3 separate regions of the Mus musculus genome follow, and all the other regions are linked to region 1. A link is a contact called in public Hi-C and promoter capture Hi-C data. All regions are on one chromosome and are shown on one strand. The core of a region is the stretch at or near the end of the contact, and the rest is flanking DNA. Distances in the headings are between cores, read along the strand shown. Region 1 holds the start of Me3 (malic enzyme 3, NADP(+)-dependent, mitochondrial). Region 2 has its middle 33 kb from the start of Prss23. Region 3 overlaps Me3 (malic enzyme 3, NADP(+)-dependent, mitochondrial).

Region 1 (3,386 bases), core at 481-2,980:
TATCTTTAATTCTGGGTGAAGGCTCCAGGCTCCAGTTGGCTTAAGTTATTGGTGATTGACTTGGGTATGGGAAGAGAACCCCTACAGTGTGTGAGGTGGTCTACTCAGACTTCACATAAAGTGGCATCACAAAGCCAGACTAGAAACCAGAGCAAGACTGCACCGTCAGGGAGTCACCTCTGCTTCTCCATCAAGCCTCACCTGCAGCCCTTTCTCTGGATGTGATTTTGGTGAAGGGCTTTTTATTTGCTGAAAGAGGCTCTCACCTTCTAGCACTACTGAAGCAATTCAAACAGGCATGGATACCTTAAATGCTTTGTACCGGAGCAGAGTACCGGGAACTCAAGGTCTCTTTGGAGAGTAGGGGGTCAGTGTGACAAGTGAATCTGAGCACACAGACATTTTCCTTAGTTTCAGTTGATGCTGTAGGAAACAGCACTGCACAGTTGGCCTCACCCTTTAACATAGCATTTTCCATAGAAGTTGTGTCATTGGAATTTCACCATCCTGAATCAGAGAAACTACTAACATTTTTTGAGAACTTCCTGCATGAGGACTATTCTCACATTTTATTTGCAGTAATAGCTTAGCAAGCATTTATGAGAGCTTAAATATTAATTCAAATCCAGTGGTTTTGAAACTTTTTACAATAATCAAATGAGGTCATACTATTAGGCTGAAAAACGTTGAGCCTGCTAGTTAAACACGAGGAATTGTGGGGAGTGGGGGACTGGCTTGAGTCTTGGCTTCCAGTTTCTGTTCCTCACAATCCTCTGAACCAAAGATACAAACTTGATTGCTACAAGAAGGAGGTGTGCTCCTAGGTTAATATGCAGGTATCTGCAGTGGGCTGAACACGGCCAAAGCATTAGAGATCTGCATTTGGTCACCTTGGCTAAGACCCCTTTGTTCTGCATTCTGTTACAGGACTGGTTTAAATTAAAATCTTTAATTCTTCTTCCAGTACTAAAAGTTCTATAATTCTAGACTTTTCTGTCTTCCGGACTCATGTTTTCCCAGATATTCACCATATCATTAGCTAACACTTATTATCTCATTGGTGCCCGAGTCTGTGCTAAGAACTCTGCCTCCGTTTTCCTGTTTTTCCTTTTAAACCTTGCAACATTCCTAAGAAATCTCTAACAGATACTTTAATTCACGGAGGTCAAATGAATTGTCCTCAAGATCTGCTGGAAATCTGACTCTAGCTCAGAGGGACCATCGGGAATACTCACTGGGTCTGTATTGTTTTTGCTGAGGAAATTAAGGTCAGTAAAACTGATCACATCTCTCCATGTCAAGAGGGGGACGAAAAGGCCAAAGCAAACAGAGCAATATCCAGGAGGCAAAACCAGAGGGCTCTGGAAGGACGCCATAGGTTTCGTCCCAAGCCCAGGGGGCGGGGCGTCTTTCCCTGCTAACCACGGGATCCAACGTCCTACCCGGACCATTACCTTGTTGAGATGGGGGTTCCTGGTGACATCGTATCCGCGCTTCTTCAGGGGTACGGGTCGAGGCGGGCCAGACTTGGAGTGGCAGCCCTGGGCGGGCGCGGAAGGTGCCTGGCGCCGAAGACTGCTGCAGGCTATGCGAGGCACGGAGGTCAGCCGCGCGCCAGTGCCCAGCGCGGCGCCCATAGCCCTGGCACAGACCTGGAACCAGGGCGAGACCAAGGTCAGGGGTGCCCTCTAGGCAAGCCAGGTCCTGCGCGCCAGCAGGGCGCCGGACCTGAGCTCTCGGAGAGGCTGGGGGTTCCTGATGGAAGGCGCTAGCCTCCTCCCCTTGTCCGAGGCCACCTGCTCCTCGCTTGGTTGCGATGCTCACCCCTCAGCCAGCAAAGCGAAAGCAAGCCCAGAAAGCAGATCCCGTGCGGATGACAGCCCGTGCCTCCCTGCCCCCATATGGGAGAATACTCTCCAAGGAGTCCCCGCACCCTCAGTACCTGTGGTTAACCTTGGTTTCTCCTTCTTCCGCTTACCTGCCTAACTGGAGAAGCTGAAGTCTATGCAGTCCCACTGCGAGCAGGTGGGGCAAGGCGCTACTGTCCCCTGTCACTCTCTGGCCAAAGGCAGCACCTCACAGGCAGTGCTAGCTCACGGGACTGATGCATTCAGTAAAACAGTCTCCAAACCTTTCCTTGCGGGACCAGATTTTCCTTGAGGATATGCGCGGGGGCTCTTCATAACAAGACAGGATGAAGCTCATTTTCCTCCCACATGAGGGTTTTTGTGCTTTTGTACCCTGGCACTCTCTATCCAGAGGTCTGAATGGCACTTAGGGGAGAACACTTGAGGGTCAGCATGCCCCCACCTCTTGAGCAAGACCTGGGCAAGAATGCTGTCAGTATAGTAACCATTAGCCACATGTAGCTGTAATACTCTAAATAAAATACAATTTTAAATCCATTTTACAGTAAATAAAATTTCTAAATAAAATACAATTTTAAATCCCAGTCACAGTAAGTGCCTTCTTTTAAACCAGTTGAGACCATGTTTGAATGTATATAGGTACAGAACACTTCCTGCTTTGTAGAACGTTCTCTTCTGTTGATCTGCGTTCCCCACTTCCTAAGTAAGTTTCTAGGAACCCCATGGAACCAGCCATAGACCATAGATGTTAGGTCACTCACACCTTGATGTCCACTTCTCCCTGAATTTAAGTGTGTACTTCCTCCACTTAGTGTTCAAGAGATTCCTTCTAAAGGAAATACATCGCTCTGTGTATGGGATAACTCCTAAGTTGTCAGGAGGCCTTGGTTAAGCCCAGCCTGGCTCCTGCCAGCTTCTCATCTCATCCCACTTCACCTTGTGCTGTCCTTGAGGTCTCCTCTGACTTGCTTCTCCCCATTTCCCTGTCTTACTCACCTCCATCTCAGGGCTTTTGCCTCTGCTAACACTTTTACTGGGAACATCATATTCCAATCTTCTAAACAACTGCCACATCTCGTCTCTGAGGTTGCCCCTAATATGTCAACTTGGAAGCCATTATTCTAGTCATTCCCTTCAGTGCTGACCATCCCCAGGGGATGCATAAGAAAAGGGTTTTCCCCTAGGTATAAATGAACAAGTCATCTACTAGTTCATTGCTATTGTGGTATATTGCCTGCCTCCCCCTTATGATACTGGCTTCACTGGGCTAGGGCCTTTGCCTGCAGATCCCTTTGTTATCAGGTCCTGAAATGTCTTTGTGCAATAATAAATAAATAAATAAAAATAAAAAAGTAGCTGTTTGGTGAGGGAAGGTGAGTAGCTTCTCTGATCATCAGGGCTATGAGCTCTCAGAATGGCCACCAGACAGGTGGTGTGGTTCTTTCTCTCAGACTCCATCCCGTTCTCATGGCCCAACTGCAAGGCAGGGATGCTCCTGCTGTCAAGGTCCTCCTGCCT
Region 2 (3,772 bases), core at 1,039-3,538, 150 kb after region 1:
CACTTAATAGAACAGAAAATGGCAAATAGCCTTGAATGCATTGGTATTGGAGATCATTTCCTGAACAGAACACTAGTGGCTCAGGCTCTAAGATCAACAATTAATAAATGGAACCTCATGTAACTGAAAAGCTTCTGTAAGGCAAAGGGCACTGTCAATAGGGAAAAATGACAACCTACATTTTGTATTTATATTTGGGAGAAGATTCTCACTGACCCTACATCTGACAGAGGGCTAATATCCAAAATATATAGAGAACTCAAGAAGTTAGACTTCAACAAACCAAATAACCCGATTTAAAAAGGGGAGGGGGGAGTATGGAGATAAACAGCATTCTCAACAGAGGTACCTTGAATTGCCAAGAAGCACTTAAAGAAATATTCACTATTCTTAGTCATCAGGGAAATGCAAATCAAAACAACCCAGAGATTGTATCTTATACAAATCAGAATGGCTAAGATCAAAAGCTCAAGCAACAGCATATGCTGACGAGGATGTAGAGAAAGTAGAACACTCCTCCATTGCTGGTGGGATTGCAAACTTGTACAACCACTCTGGAAATAAATCTGGTGGTTTCTCAAAAAAACTGGACATAGTTCTACCTGAAGACCCAGCTATACTGCTCCTGGGCATATACCCAAAAGGTGTTCTACCATACCACAAAAACACATGCGTGTTCATAGCAGCCTTATTCGTAATAGCCAGAAAATGAAAACAACCTGTATGTCCCTCAACTGAAGAATGGACACAGAAAATGTGATTCATTTATGTAATGGAATACTATTCAGCTATTTAAAAACAAGAGCATCATGAGTTTTGTAGGCAAATGGATGGGATTAGAAAAGTATCATCCTGGGTGAAGTAACCCAGATGCAAAAGGACATGTATGTTATGTACTCACTAACAAGTGGATATTAGTCATAAAGTACGGGCTATACATGATATACCTCACAGACCCAAAGAAGTTAAAGAAGAAGAGAGGCCCAAGAGAGGATGCTTGAATCTCAACTCAGAAGGGGGAACAAAATAGTCATAGGAAGCAGAGGAAAGCAGGGAAGTGGGTACAAGAGGAAATGGGAGGGGAATGGATGGGGTGGTCAGGATCAGGTGTGAGACAGGAGAGAGGGAGCCAGAAGGCCAGGAGAATGAATCTACAGATGCCAGGGCTAGGGAGTGGTGGAGACTCTAGAACTCCCAGAGACTTGGGACATGAAAGGCTCTCAGGAGTCAATGCAAGTGACCTTAGCTGACATGCCTAACAATGGGGACATGGAACCTGAAGAGGCCACCTGACTAGCTAGTCAGGATCTCAAGTGGAGAGATAAGGACACCAGAACACCCACAAAACTTTTGACCCAAGACACACACACACACACACACACACACACACATTCATATTCTGAAGTATTAATGGCTGACTTGTTGCTATGGTGATCATAATACTCCATATAGAAAGCCAGACTCCTTCTGGGTGGAGGCTGGGGACACAGTGCATGCTGTGGTGGTGATCCCACATTCTTATTCTCCTACCTTCAGAGCTTTCCATAGCTACATTTGTGAAGGAACAAATACTCAGCAAGTCCCCATTCCTGTCATGATCTGACACACTGATGAGTTCAGTGTGTGGAGGTGTTCCAGGGTTTAAGACGTGAGAGCCAGAAATTTAGACTTTTGGGTCAGTAAAATTAGGTCACTTGGCTCTAGTGGGAGGATTTGTCAGCAGCAGGACTTTCCTGAGAGCAGAGGACCGAGTGGGTCTAGGGAGCATCTTCTGTAAGGAGGCAATGGTTCAACATCATCAGCACTTATAGTTAAAACATGTCCTGCCTAAAGAACCCATGGCAACTGACACTGAACACTATCTTGGTGGGACACAGTGTCTACTACTCCACGCAGATGAGGAAACTGGAATCAACCAGTGCTCTTAAGTCACTCCCCCGAGTTCATACAGAAAGTGGGTGACAGAAGAGTATCTCAGTCCAGTTCTCTCACTCCAGCTCGTACCGCCAGACTTTGTTTTTAGTGGAAAGGAAGCAGTCATATGTGTATTTGAGAATCACCCTTCAAGTATCATGGCAGGGACCCAGAACATTGACAAAAGATCACCCTAGCTAGGAATTCTGTAGTTTTGAAGACTTCCTAGAACTGAAGCCAGTCAGCTGAGTTCAGAGATACTGTGCTCCAAGAGAAAGAAAAAAACTCCAAATGCCGGCTGGAACTCCTCTGTACTCAAGATAACTTTCAAGCCAATGGATAAACAAGAGCTTTGGGCGGGTCCTTGATCTGTGAAAATAAATATGTGCTTTGTCAAAGGCCTGAGGGCACAGCCTCCACCCACCTATTCTCTGGGGCTGGGGCTGGGGAGGCTGAGCCTTCTGCCTTCCCCCACAGAGTGTCGAGGATGTCAGTTTAGAGGAGGCTCTCTGCTGCCAGCACTGTGGCAGTACTCAACTCTCACATCTACATATCCCCCAGTGTGTCAACCAATACTTATGATGTACCCACTATGTCCCAAACAATTAGATAGATGTGGACATAAATGTCCAAATTTCCCAAATGGGGCATCTATGCATATTTAGGGAAGGGAGATTCTAAATTACAAATCCCTAAGTAAAAGATTTATTCTATGGTGCAGCTGCAATGGCCAGTCTTCATAAAAGCACACCATTGTTAAACACTTTTCTAAGCCCCTCCATCTAAGTTAAATCATCCCTAACTTAAGAGATGTGAAACTTGACATGTAAAAAGTAAGCCTAAGTTATTGTCCAAGGTCAGCTTGACTGCTGGAGGAAAACTCACTTGAACAAATGTCAGTGTTGCTCTAGCATCTGTGTGGTCAGAGGCAAATCGCCAACCTCCCTGCCTCTCCATTTCCTCATCTATAAAATGAGACAGTGGTGTTTAATTTGAAGTGTCTCACCAGGTTCAGGATGCCTACAGATAGGGTGAAACTTTGCTTCTGGGTGTGTCTGTGTTTGCAGAACATTTGGTTATATAGGCCAGGCAGTGGAGCATAGGACACCCATCTCAGTGTGAGCTGCACCATTCTATTATCTAGTGGGATGGGGAAAGGAAGGCAGAAGAGAGTGGGTGCCTTGCTTGGTCTTCAGTGAGAGTCCACCTTTTTGTGACTGCTCTCAGGCCTCAGGCTCCAGCTTCTTCTGTCTTCACACTCAAGAACTTGTGGCCCTCAGAGCCCTGGAGACTCTAAGCCTGAGGCCTTAAATCAGGAGGTACATCACTGGTCCCCCGGTTTGGAAGCACTAGGCTTTTTCTAATGAGACAGCCACACTACTCATTTATAAGTAGCCTTTATACGCTATTTCAGCAACTGAGGTCGCATGAGCTCATCTTCATATGCTTGTAAGTTGTGTGTGTGTGTGTGTGTATTTCCTGAGGACCCTGTCTTATATTCGATATAATACTTTTATCTAACACTGATATAAGATTGAAATGAGTAAGTAAATGTAAGGTGCTTAAAAGTACGACACAAATGTATCCACGTTACATGTAAACAAAACATCTGAACAGGTCACACAAACCAAGCAGGACAAGAAACAGGATTAACAGAGACACGCTGGCCAGAAGAGCCAGGCAGACATCAAGGAAGGGGGACAGTTTAGCTTCACAGCAGGAGGGCAAGGAAAGGGGGTGCTAGGAGTCTGGGCTAAGTCTGCACTTGAAGGGATGGACCACATTAAAACCTTAGAAAGCCAGTGCTGATTAATTCTTCCCAGTATTCTATGAGATGTGTGAGTCCATTCAGAAGAAG
Region 3 (3,712 bases), core at 60-2,559, 160 kb before region 1:
ATTTTGTTTTTGTAAGGGTTTGGAGGAAAAAAGACTGGAAGGAAAAATATTAAAATGCAAAATATATATGCATATATATATATATATACACATACCCATATGGATATATATTAGCACTGATCATATGACTGATATTTTACTTTTAATAATTCTATGATTTTAATTTTTGAAAGACATACCTACACTGATCTTAAACTCCAAAACAAATGTTGTTTGGAAGGAATTCCTTTGAAATGTATTTTATAGACCTATGTGAAAATATCATAGTGGAACTCATTGTTGGTATAATTTGTATATTACAATACGATTATAATTTTCCAAACATGACAATTGGATGAAGATATATTTTGTTTCCTTTGTGAAAAGCAGAACAAAATAGTTTCAAATTTTTGAGTTAAACAGTTTTGAAACAAAGAGAGAGAGAGAGAGAGAAGGAATTCTTAAGACACTTCTTTTCTGCCAGCCACAAGGCCAAGAATTATAGGCAGAAAACAATGTGCCAGGGCAGTACCCAGAGCACACAAACTCTTGAGTGACAGGTGAACTTCCTCAGTGAGAAAGCCCTTGAATTCTGTAGGATGATCTCCCTGGAGCTTGGTTCAGTTCCTCTCACCTGATCTGCAGGATGCTCACCAGCTTGTCTCAGACTTTTCGCTGTGGTATCATTTTTTAAAAAAAAATTTTGGGTCACACACTAAAGCAACCTGCACTGAGAATGCAGAACACAGACTAGTCTGTTCACTGCCTGCTCTCTCAGAGAGCAACCCCAAGGAGGACTGCAAATTGCATGGGGTCCTGGAAGCAATGGAAGAAGTAAGTCTAGGGTATCTTGGGCACAGAAGAGGAAGATAAAAAAGAAAGGGAACTCAGAAGTAGAAGGGGATGGGAGAGTTGAGCAACTGGGAGAGTTAAGTCCTCTACAACTGCGTGGGAAGAATGGGGACCAAGAGGATGCTGCGAAATCAACAGCCCATGTGGATATAATTATTTTACCAGTGTGCCATCCCCCAACCTCATCTGGCCCAAGAGCTCCTGGCTCAGGCAGCCCGTTACCTCATTGTTGGTGCCAACATCTAGCAGGACAGGAAGGCACTGCTGTGGATTCACCCCTCCACATGCTGTGTACAGGGCCAGCTTGCCCACAGGGATGCCCATGCCGTAGCAGCCCAGGTCTCCCAAGCCCAGTATGCGCTCTCCATCAGTCACCACCACAGCCTGAAAAACACAGCAGGGCACCCTCAGTCAGGAGCACCACCTCCATGACAAAGTGCTCATTTCAAAGTCTCAGCAGTCAGGCCTGACAGTGGGATACCCGCTGACTTTGTTGGGAATAAAACAGCTTGTCTGGGACAAGGCCAGAGGATTCATCAACTGCAGGTGGCTGGTCCGTTCTGGCAATTGGGCAAGAATCCTCACAGAGGCCAAATGACAGAAAGACAGCGTTCCTTGCATTCTGAAGATTGGGTTGGGGGCTGCAGAAACAGCTGGAGAGAAATCACATCTAGCCCCTCTCTCCCCTCCTCCCTCCCTCTCTTCCCTCCTCCCTCCCTTTCTCCCCTTCTCCTTCCTTCTCTCCCCTCCTCCCTCCCTCTCTTCCCTCCTCCCTCCCTTTCTCCCCTCCCCCCTCCTTCTCTGAGAAACTGAACAATCTCAGACTGAAACTTGGGGCATGAGACATGAAGGAGGAGATCTAAGAAAAGAAGAAAAGGAAAGACAAGAAAGTCAAGTTGCCACTACAGCCACAGGATTTTGAGGGCAATGTGTAAAGAACAGAGCTTGCAACATTTCCTAGAATCACAGTTTCTTACGAAGTCAGGTAGATTCTTTGGTTGTATGGAGATTCCTTTTTGTCAAAGAATCACCGAGGGCTAATTATGTACTAGACACAGTTCTGGTACGAATTTTGCCTTTATCAGTAGACAGGTGTTGATGGAGCTCATGGTGATGACAGATATGACTATATGATCATGATGGATGCTCATTCTTCAGTTAAATATTTATGAAGCACCTGTTTGCTAGTAAGACATATCCTGGGGCGGGGGAGGGGCTTTTGTTTGCTTACCTATAAAATTAAATATGTGTAGACCCAAGTGAGAGAGGGAGCATATTTGTTAACAGTTAGAGCTTTCAGACAGAAGCCTGAGAGCAACAGGACAGTGCAGGGCAGGAGAGATGGAGATATTCCTGTAAGGCGACTCACTCTCGTAGGTTTTATAGATGAAGGGACACACCCACCTGGCATTGGACAGGAAGCAGCTGTGGGGTATAGGTAGAATGAAATACCTTTCACAGGAAGGAAGGTGAAGGCACGTGTAAAATGTGTGTGAAAAGGAAGGAGGTGTAAATCCTTGACTGGGAGAATAGGGAGTGAGGGAGAAATCAGTGAAGGGTCAGAAGTATCAGGCCAGGGGCAATCCCTTGCTGTCACAGTCAAGTTGTTTCTATGTCACTGTAACACTCTCACTATCATGGGCTCCCATTGTCTCTGTAAGAGTTAAGCCTATAGGCACCTGATTCATCTATTGAAATCTGGCTTTTGACCAGGAATGAAGACTAGCTCTGAGCTATAGATGTCTTGCATGACCCTGTAGTGCCAATGGGCTGTAAAGGCTTAGTTTGTCTATGCAGAGACAATGCCAGGATAAAGAGATTGAAGACCTGTTCTTGCCCTGGAAGAGCTTGTGATTCAATACACAAAGATGTCTTCCCACTTTTTTACTTCTCCAGGAGTGAAACACACATGAGCTACTCCTGCCATTCTGTAGAAAAAGGTGCAAAGATTGTAAAAACACTTCTCCATGTCAGGAAGTGAACTTTGAAGAGTGCAGCAGACACATGGAAATCATGCTATTTCCTTTTCAGATGGCTCAACAACTTTTGTGGTGAGTGATTACCACCCACATCCAATACTCCCTCCTCCTCTCACAGTCCAGCCACATGAATGGCTAAAGCTGATAATTCCACACACAAGTGAGCAAGTGGAAACTCAAAATCTTCCTGCTCTATATACACTTGTCCTGTGTCAGCTGAATTTTAGTTATTGGGTTAATGGTTCCATGTTAGTTATCTGAGAAGCCCAGAAGACTTGTCAAGGTCATCTTGGAAAATGTGGAACCCCTCCTAGTCAAGCTTTGGGTTTCTGGTTTAGAGGTGTCTCTGCCACTCTATCTCACTTGAAGAAAGAACCTGTGCTCTTGGCAAGTCTCTCCCTGCCTCAGCACCCAGTCTCTGTACCTGCCTCTTCCCTCCTCTGGGCAGCATTTCAGCTAAAGCCAGTACCCTCATGCTTCCTCTGGAGGCCCAAACTCTACAACTCTCTACCATCAAGATCAAAGCTTACTGATTCAGGTTCCCATTCTGTGTCCTTTGTTTGTTTGTTTGCTTGCTTGTTTTGTTTTGTCTGTTTAAAGGGAAGCTGTTGTATGCATCTTTGTCTGAATTAAAACATTCCTTCCTATGGAGAAGAAGGGTAGGCTAATAAGACTCATGGAATAAACACAACACATAGGGCTCAGAGATTCTAAACTTAAAGGAAGTTCCTGAAAGTTACAGGAGTCACAAGATCCTTTTCCAAGATTACATAAGCAGTTACAATCACAGCGGGGAAGAGACTCTTTGAATGGCCAAGCTTCCTGCAAGGTGAGCAGGGAGCTGCAGGGATGCAGTTTTTAATGAGTTATTACCATACTGGGCTGGGCTTTTCATGGTGTTG

The links. Promoter capture Hi-C pulls out the DNA fragments that hold promoters and counts their contacts. A called contact is a pair of places that touch in the nucleus more often than the background predicts.
Region 2: a Hi-C map of uterus shows a contact between it and region 1, with 3 times the contacts expected there. The contact joins the enhancer-like site here to the promoter of Me3 in region 1. A contact is called at or near these places in 3 of 39 promoter capture datasets (embryonic stem cells and trophoblast stem cells), 5 of 484 Hi-C or Micro-C datasets (the HL-1 cell line, the MC3T3-E1 cell line, nephron progenitors and 1 more), 4 of 115 datasets of contacts at active chromatin or transcription factors (embryonic stem cells, fibro-adipogenic progenitors, neural progenitor cells and 1 more) and 2 of 9 other capture datasets (adipose tissue and pancreatic islet).
Region 3: a contact with region 1 is called in a promoter capture Hi-C map of neural stem cells. The contact joins the enhancer-like site here to the promoter of Me3 in region 1. A contact is called at or near these places in 3 of 39 promoter capture datasets (embryonic stem cells, liver and neural stem cells), 2 of 484 Hi-C or Micro-C datasets (the HL-1 cell line and nephron progenitors), 4 of 115 datasets of contacts at active chromatin or transcription factors (craniofacial prominence, embryonic forebrain, embryonic midbrain and 1 more) and 3 of 9 other capture datasets (adipose tissue, liver and pancreatic islet).

The regions. Positions count from the first base shown.
Region 1 is chr7:89,631,162-89,634,547 of GRCm38.p6, reverse strand. Me3 (malic enzyme 3, NADP(+)-dependent, mitochondrial) reads right to left here and starts at 1,730. Exons shown (of 14, transcript NM_181407.4): 1 at 1,455-1,730. The coding sequence starts at 1,637.
Region 2 is chr7:89,482,552-89,486,323 of GRCm38.p6, reverse strand. No RefSeq gene overlaps it. Among named protein-coding and RNA genes, the nearest start is that of Prss23, 33 kb to the left of the region's middle. Within about 2 kb of position 2,288, at least 20 of the 459 cell types and tissues checked have an H3K27ac peak or open chromatin away from gene starts, as enhancers often do. A contact at or near this core is called in adipose tissue, fibro-adipogenic progenitors and uterus, where this site is marked.
Region 3 is chr7:89,794,123-89,797,834 of GRCm38.p6, reverse strand. Me3 (malic enzyme 3, NADP(+)-dependent, mitochondrial) reads right to left here. Exons shown (of 14, transcript NM_181407.4): 5 at 1,054-1,215. Among named protein-coding and RNA genes, the nearest start is that of Ccdc81, 110 kb to the left of the region's middle. Within about 2 kb of position 1,309, at least 20 of the 459 cell types and tissues checked have an H3K27ac peak or open chromatin away from gene starts, as enhancers often do. A contact at or near this core is called in neural stem cells, where this site is marked.